Regions from separate parts of the Bombyx mori genome. Here region 2 is linked to region 1. The links are chromatin contacts, called in public Hi-C maps. All regions are on one chromosome and are shown on one strand. Each heading gives the region's core, a stretch centred on a gene start, on an enhancer-like site or on the middle of the called end of the contact. The rest is flanking DNA. Distances are from core to core; before and after follow the strand shown.

Evidence for each region. A called contact is a pair of places that touch in the nucleus more often than the background predicts.
Region 2: a Hi-C map of middle silk gland shows a contact between it and region 1, with 1.9 times the contacts expected there. The contact joins the promoter of LOC101742553 here to the promoter of LOC101737958 in region 1. A contact is called at or near these places in 2 of 7 Hi-C or Micro-C datasets (middle silk gland and posterior silk gland).

Annotation. Positions count from the first base shown.
Region 1 is chr21:8,462,016-8,466,003 of ASM3026992v2, forward strand. LOC101737958 (G kinase-anchoring protein 1) reads left to right here and starts at 1,601. Exons shown (of 7, transcript XM_004929601.4): 1 at 1,601-1,730; 2 at 1,925-2,141; 3 at 2,601-2,717; 4 at 2,878-3,067. The coding sequence starts at 1,965. LOC101737826 (leucine-rich repeat protein 1) reads right to left here and starts at 2,386. Exons shown (of 4, transcript XM_038018513.2): 1 at 2,320-2,386. The coding sequence starts at 2,371.
Region 2 is chr21:9,252,206-9,256,463 of ASM3026992v2, forward strand. It overlaps LOC101742553 (GPI mannosyltransferase 2), which reads left to right and starts at 2,050. Exons shown (of 2, transcript XM_038018341.2): 1 at 2,050-2,200; 2 at 2,276-4,258. The coding sequence starts at 2,281. The coding sequence ends at 3,879. It overlaps LOC119630088 (a long non-coding RNA gene), which reads right to left and starts at 1,926. Exons shown (of 2, transcript XR_005245905.2): 1 at 617-1,926; 2 at 1-528. It overlaps LOC101740241 (ubiquilin-1), which reads left to right. Exons shown (of 11, transcript XM_004929620.5): 11 at 1-336.

The sequences.
Region 1 (3,988 bases), core at 351-2,850:
ATTTTCATAATCCTTATTTAAAAAAATCTCAAACGTTTGATTGCTTTTAATAAAGTTGCTCGAGTAATTTATATCAAGCAAAGATTAATTATTCCAACAAACAAAAACAATATGGTTACGAAAGTACACGCGAAAAATAAAATATAGCTGATAATTTATGAATGTGATCAAATTATAAAAAGAGTCAGAAAGACTATCAGCACATCTGGTACGGTACGTTTTGAGTTTTAAATTTTGTTTTGTTTTGAATGAATAAAGTTTGTAGGTAGGTAACTTCAAACTGTTTGATTTTTTTATGGGAGTTTATGACCTGGTAACTAAGACCTTTAGGTTAAGTTTTATTTTAATTTATATTCATAATTTTATGAAAAATGATAATATGAAGTGAAATGAAATGAAGTTGACTAATATTAAAACATGGCATGGCACGAAATTAAATGAAACGAAATGAGAGAGAGACTTTTTCAGTGGGCTTTTTGAAGGATCCCGAGAAGCTACGTCAAGCGGCTTTGTTTCATTTTCCCACATTTGTGCACCTTCACAAATATTAAACAGTTAATAAACCACCGTTATTACACATTTAAACCTGAAGAAACAGTAAATAGACAAAATAAAACAAATCACACAACTTCACTCCTCGCGTTCGCGCAAAAGGTCTTAAATCCCTTAAAAAAATAATCTTTTCAGTGTCCAGTGCTGCCACTTTGGTGGTTTTCCCACCAGAACTGGTGATTTTTCGAGGCGTTCAGCGGTATTTTTTCATTATTTATCGTTTTCATTATTTTTAGTGGTTTTTGGTGGTTTTTCATTAAGGAATCTGGCAACATACTTTTGATAGGGAAATCCCTCAATGTTCCGGAATTTCATGATGATGTTTTCAGCCTAGGTACTCTATGACCGGAGAATTCCTAGGCAAAGTCATTTGTTAATGAATGTTTTGTATTTAGTTTGCCCCGTTCTAATGCGGGTATCGAAAGATTTAGTGTAATGAACATTGTAAAAAGTAAACTGCGAAACAGGATGACTGGTCCACTTTTAAATGCCATTATTTTTATAAAAAATAGGCTTAAAGTTATTGATGGCTAGTGTTTCAACTATGAATTACTAAGCGATGTTCTAGCAGCTATTGGTCAAAAAAATGCTCTTACAAAACCACACGACGACAGCCATCAACACCTTTAGCGTCGACATCGTTGACGGTAGCATCTACGAGTAAGACCGATGATGATGTTGTAGAAGATTTTTCATTTGATAGTCTAGAATTTTAATTTTCACATTTTTTCTCTTGATTTTTAATCTTCTAATTCTTATTTTTACTCTTCTGTTTAAAAAATAAACATATTATTGTGGTTTTATTTTACTACCTATAGAATATTATGAGCCAGTTTTACAATTTCCAGATGAGTTCCCGTAGTCTATAGCTAACGAATCGTTCATTCAAAACTATCATTTAACCAATAGTAGATAATATCTCTTATTACGGAACTGATGAAACTGACCCTAAACATAATCGACTTAGGGTTTCTTTAGTTTGATTCAAGTTCAAAAATTTAGCGGAAACCACCCGTTTTCTTAGTAGCAAAATTTCCGAAATCTGGCGACATTTTTCTCTTGGCCTAGCGCCTTAAAATAATCTGAGGTGGCAACATTGTCAGTGTCTGCAGTCTGTTTATTCAGTGTTTTCACTTTTCACTGTTTTCACTACTTTTCACTTTGAAAAGCTGTAAAAGGTGGGCACCATAATTAGTATTAAACGATTTCGTTAAAATTTAAACTTATCTAGACTAATACAATTAGACTAGTCAAAGATATTTTTTTCTGTCAATTAAACATTTTTGTAATAATATTGAAAGAAAAAGTAAAAACTGGAGCTTTTTTAGTCGAAGGTGATTAAATATGTTTTAAAAACATAGTTTTATTATAGATAGACATACACACAGAACTCAGAAATTAAAACTGTAAAAATGGCTGCTCTTGTCGTACAATCTCGTTTTGCTGGTCTAATGATAGAAGATGATGATCACCCAACAAATAGCGATGAACAAAAACATAAAAAAGCCAAAACTAATTCTGCCAAAAAATCAGAACTTCTGAAGAAACCCAAAAACAATAATAACAACAACAACAACTGTAAAACTCAGGTAAAAACATGTACAGATTCACGAAAATATATTATTTGCCGAAAATTGTTATTCCTTTTCTGTCTTTTTCAGACAACAGAAAAAGACAGTGTCTTCAGCACTTGAAGACACTGTCTTTTTTGTAATTCTTAAATTATAAAAACCATAACTACTGTTTATTTCTTTTGACTTAACTTACCTAACTGCCAGACTGGTTGCCAACCAATAAAGTTTATAGGATAATATGTCATTTATTTTGGTGAGTCAGAGAATGACAAACCATTTATAATCAGGTAGGAGGAGTACCCTCCTTTGGATGGCAAAAATATGAAATTCAACTAATTTAACGTTTGAAAACACTAGATTATAAATTTTACATTTTTAAAGATCTGAAAGCTACACAGGGGATAATGACAGAAATATTCAAACATATTATTTCACTGTGCATTGTGCCTGTGTAAGAAGGCAGTCATTTTCTAGTCAGCTGGTAAGAAGAAGAAGACTAAACTTGGTGAATCTACTGAAGCACAATGGGCACAATGGAAACAAAAAGATGAAGAAATGGTTGATGGCAATTTTGAATCTGAACTCCATCAGGTATAAATAATCTCTATTAAAAAGTAGTAAAGAACAGGTCAATGTTATTATTATGAATTGTTTTTTTTTATTTAGATGCATTATGACCACATAATTAAACTATAATTATTTAATCACACTGAAATAATATTATTTTACTTTGTCAATCTTATCTTACTAGGCTATTCTTTTGTCTAAACTGGATTATGAAGAGAAGAAAGATGTATATAAACAATTGAAAAAGGATGTTGATGCAGCAAACAAAGTTGCAGAAGTTTCTCGTAATGTTAAGAAGTTGAAGAAGAAAAATGTGATGTGTCTGGAGCAGTTCAACGGCATTGTGAATTCTACTGAAAATAGTGATGTAAAATGTAAGGCTGATACTGTATGATTACTTTGAAATTTAACTTGTGCAGCTGGTAGGGTTAGATAGGATCACTAAACTGACCAAAATGTGTCCTTATGTGATGCTAGAAGTGTCATTGGGTGAGGGGACTTAAAGTATAAGTAATTTAATCAATCTTGCTACAGGAATATAATAAAAATAATTTGCTTGCAAAATTTGGTTATGTGGTGTCTGCCAAGAATAGCACCAACCCATCCATTTATCAAATGTGATATTTTGTGCGTAACTAAGTTCATGCTGCTATAGATGGATGCAGCAATAAGTGCTGGTTGATGTTAACATATATAAACTAATATGAACGAAATTTAGACTTAAACTGCTTTGACACACAGGTAATTTTGTCGTTGAGTTGTGTGATATACTTTTGGCTGTGGCAGACATTTTCAGTCTAATTTTGTGTTACCCAAGCGTCATTTGTGGGAAGTGTAGCTTTATCGATTTCATTCGTAGAAAACGGAGCCAGAAGCGCATCGAGAGCTCCAAAAACTTTATGTTCTCCTATATCTTTATGCTGCTCTGAGCGGAACATCGTGCCCTGATTGGATCCTTTGTTTCAAAGACGGATGTTCACAACCATCCACGTGAAGCAAAGCCAAAACCATCGAAGACCCTGAATACGACTCTATAGTATGTTTACTAAACACAAGATCAGCCTGCCCCAGTATTAGCAGTTACATACTTGCCAAGCTATTTTGTGAGACGTGTGATTCAATATAGCAACCCAACAGCAAAAAACTCGTGGGGACTCCCCGGTCATGCGTCTACATCGTCGGCTCGACCGAATATTTACACTACGAAGGTTATGCTGTGTTTATGTGGGTCCAGGTCAGCGTTTTTTATTATGGGCTCTAGGAACCTAACGAAACCATAATTGGGAAGCGGCATC
Region 2 (4,258 bases), core at 800-3,299, 790 kb after region 1:
CGCTTGTAGTGTACTTTGTAGCGAATTGATTTTCAATTGTAAAAGTCTGAAGAATTAACTTCGTTTCTTTGTTAAAATAAAACACCAATAATAATTATTCAGAAATAAAAAGTTTCTCATACTTTCCCTACACGTAAAAGTCCTTATTTTATAATAAAAAAATCAATAGAAAAGTAAATTAACGATATTTCTAAATCTGTCCACCAGTATCGCCAATGTAATAGAAATGTACTGTGTGATGTATCCTAGACTGCTAGAAATGTCTTGATTTGAATGAATCTGGGTGTAACGTAATTGTGACATAATGCAACTATTATAAATAAATACAAAAAGGAATCCGTGTTTCATTTCACATATTACTTATATACATTACAAATTAGTCTTAAATACATATCGACGCTTGAAAGGCAAACGTGACTAAGCGACAATAACTGCTTTGTACATAAATGATAGGCAATAACCATATTATTGGAACGAAGCTCCTTACGGCAGGTTTTGAGGAAATGGGGATTTTACTGCGCGACCGAACTGAAAAAAAGTGTGAGACTGACCGTTAGAAAAACATAAAACGGAAATGCTATAGTCATATACATACAAAGCGAATAGTTTATAATACCTTTCTCTTTTTCTTTCTTTCTGTTCTCTCATCCCTTCTCTTTTTAATCCCACTCCGCCTCGCCAATGCTTAAAGGCTTATTACATTTGGCTGAATTTAGTCGACTGTTCTAAATTCAGTTACTGAATCAATTGTCAGTTTAAACGCGACGAAGTAAGATGTGACGTGTGCGTAAGAGGATAGCCCCAGTATTGTCTAGACAACAACAAAATGTTTGTTTTTGTTTCAATTTCTCAAAATAAAAACAAGAATATCGGTGAAGAAATATTTATTGCTGTGCGGAATGTTAGCAAATATGAACATTATTAGTGATTTAGAACCAGCAGACTTCAAAAAATATCTATAAATGGATTCGATCTCGTTTGACCTATTAATAAACCTTGTGACACCGTTTATAAAAAAGCAGGATACTATCCTACGATAGTCTATTATAATCAATTATTCTATTATAATATAATTAATATCTACTAAATGCGATTGCACCTTCCTAAATGCGTTTCTAATTAGGCTTCTAAATGATTCAGTCAGTCAGAAACCATCCTTGCTACTGAATTCAGTAGACTAACTTACTTAATGCTATTACACTTGACTGAATTAAGTAGCGACTGAATTCAGTCGTCTGAATTCAGCCAAGTGTAATAAGCCTATTATTCTAAAATCATGAATTCATGTACAAGCAACGCGCATGCGCATTAAAAACAATCCAAAAGAATCGACAACGAGATGTGGTACTACTATTGAGCATCAATAGTTTTTAAAGAATTTGCACAAAATAGAATCGCAAAATTCGGAAACATATGAACCTGTCTTATTTTAGTTACCACAAGCCAATAGTTTCAGAAATAGAATTTAATGATGAGAATTGATTACTAAAAATTACCTATTTTAATATTAATATGCTTTTTTTATTTATTATAAATAATGAAAAGCAGCAGATATTAAGCATTTCAAACTTATTATTGGGGTATTGAAAGACTTTTTATTATAAATAATTAAAAGCAGCAGATATTAAGCAATTCAAACTTATTATTGGGGTATTGAAAGACAAAATATATTATGTACCTATTGAAGTTAAGAAGTTGACGTGAATTGATATTATATAGTTGAATTCTATAACTTTATCGTTCATAGCTATGACAGGACACGCCCGGGCGCCCGTAGTAATTAGTAAATATTTTCTTTAATAAAAATAAGTGTATTAAACTTAATAAATACTATCTATGCTTTTAAGCCTTTACCCTAAAAAACTTTCAGATTGATTGATCGACGGGAAGTTTTTCCACTGAATTAATCTTTATACTTTTCTGGTTTTTAGCTTTTATTTTGTCCACTATCCTAGTAGTAATACATAATTTGTAAACATTATGATTTTTTAATTTAAAGAGTCAGTTGTCTCACAATCCATTGCGTTTGCGATTTTGGAAAAACTACCATATCTTACTGTCATTAATTGGTTAAATGTCAACGTCTTCATAATTTTAACACAACATTGAACGATTTGAAATTTAAATCTATATTTATTAAATTATTTAAATTCGGTCGTACACAAACGATGTGCTTGTGATTTAACCACAAACAGATAAGGTAATAACGTTTTTTATTATAGTGCTAGACTACTATTAGTAATATTTAAACCTAATTTAATTCCTAATTCCGCAGAAATCATGTATTCACCGCGACAAAAGCTTATGTGGTTTGCGTTTAATTCAAGAATGATAATAATTTTATTGCAAGCTGTATCGAATCTCATCATACCTGATCACGACGCTAAGGTTTTCGTCAGCCCGGAAGACCCCACTATGTACAAAAGTTGGTTAGATAATATAGTTTATAAACTTTTTGGCGGTTTTAAAAGATGGGATGCTCAATATTTTATACACATTGCTCAGTATGGATACACGTATGAGAATTGTTTAGCATTTTATCCGTTTTACCCCTTGAGCGTGCGATATTTTGCCTACGGACTAAATAGCGCTATTGGAACATTTCTTAATTTTCATAGTTGCTTATTATTATCTGCGACAATAATTAACATCTGTTTGTTTTTGAAGTCTGCAGACATCTTGCATCAATTAAGCTTGAGAATCTTAAAAAGTGAATGTAGAGCTTATAAGTCTGTCATATTGTATAGCATTAACCCTGCAAGTATTTTTTTTTCTGCTCCATATTCTGAGACACTATTTGCTTGGATGTCATTCTACACAATGTTGAAATGCACAGACAGTGAAACATTAAGGTTTGCTAATATTGATATATTGAGTGGCATACCTGCAGGGCTTTCAATGATTACAAGATCAAATGGTATTGTAAATTTGGGTTTTATATTTTATACAAGTTTTAAGAATATTATTGAAAGAACACTTCCTGAAATTGTGTACAAATATAAGACATTAAAGTGTAGGATAATACTTCCTTTGTTATTGTTGCCTTTATTCATATCATTCATGGCACTGGTCTTAACTATAATAATTGCAATTATACCTTTTCTTTTGGTTCAAACTTACAATTATTTTAAATATTGTGTACCTAGTGAACATAATTTACCTGAATTTTTAATAAATGCAGACTATGTTTTGCCTGGTACAGCTGAGAGTCCTTGGTGTAATTACTCAATACCTTTATCCTACAGTTATATTCAAAGTCAATATTGGGATGTAGGGTTTTTAAAATATTACAAATTAAAGCAAATCCCTAATTTCATTCTTGCTGCTCCTATACTTATTTTATTAAATTATTATTGTTTAGTGTATTTTTTTAACAATTTTAAGCTATGTTTGAAACTTGGTTTAAAGTTCAGTTCATTAGGTGGTTACTCAACCAAGACTTCTTGCAGATCAAAACAGTGTGCTAAAGGATTTGGTGCAAATGATCCTGTTCTTTACTTATATGTGGTTCATGTATTTTTACTATCTATATTTTGTATTTTTTTTGTTCACATTCAAGTTACAACTAGACTCCTGGCTTCCGCTAGCCCTGTATTGTACTGGATTTGTTCAAGTAAATTAAATGCTGGTCCTACTCCGACATCTGAACAAAACACTATTAATGAACATTTCCGTGAAATTACAACAGGAAAGAAAATTCCATCACATCATTTGTCTATTGCCAATTTAGAGGGATTAGACAACATGTACAGCAAATGGAAAACTTTTATAATATCAAGAAAAATGCTTGATTTTCAATCTCGCTTGATACAGTATTATTTTATAGGGTACTTTGTTGCTGGTACAATTTTGTTTTCAAACTTTTATCCGTGGACATAGAAAATGTACAGTATAAAATAACATATCCTTTTATGAATCAATTATGTGATTGTTTAGAAGCATATCAGATGTTTAATTATTTAACTGTTATTCAGCATAAAGAATCAAAGGTAGCAAGCAATCTAAGAAGTTTGAAATTAAATAGGGGACCATAACTTAGGAAATGTAGGCAAATCTTATGTTAATTTTGAATTCTCAATATTTGTTTTAAATGTTTTTGGAAGGCTATTAATTCTATACTATTTTAATACTAACAGAACATTGTTTCACAATGACCTTTTTTACAAAAAGGGTTGTGTTCTGGTGTTTAAGAGCAGTCTGAAAACCACTAGACCTACTTAAATGAATGCATGCAAGTAAACTTAAAAAAAATCTACAT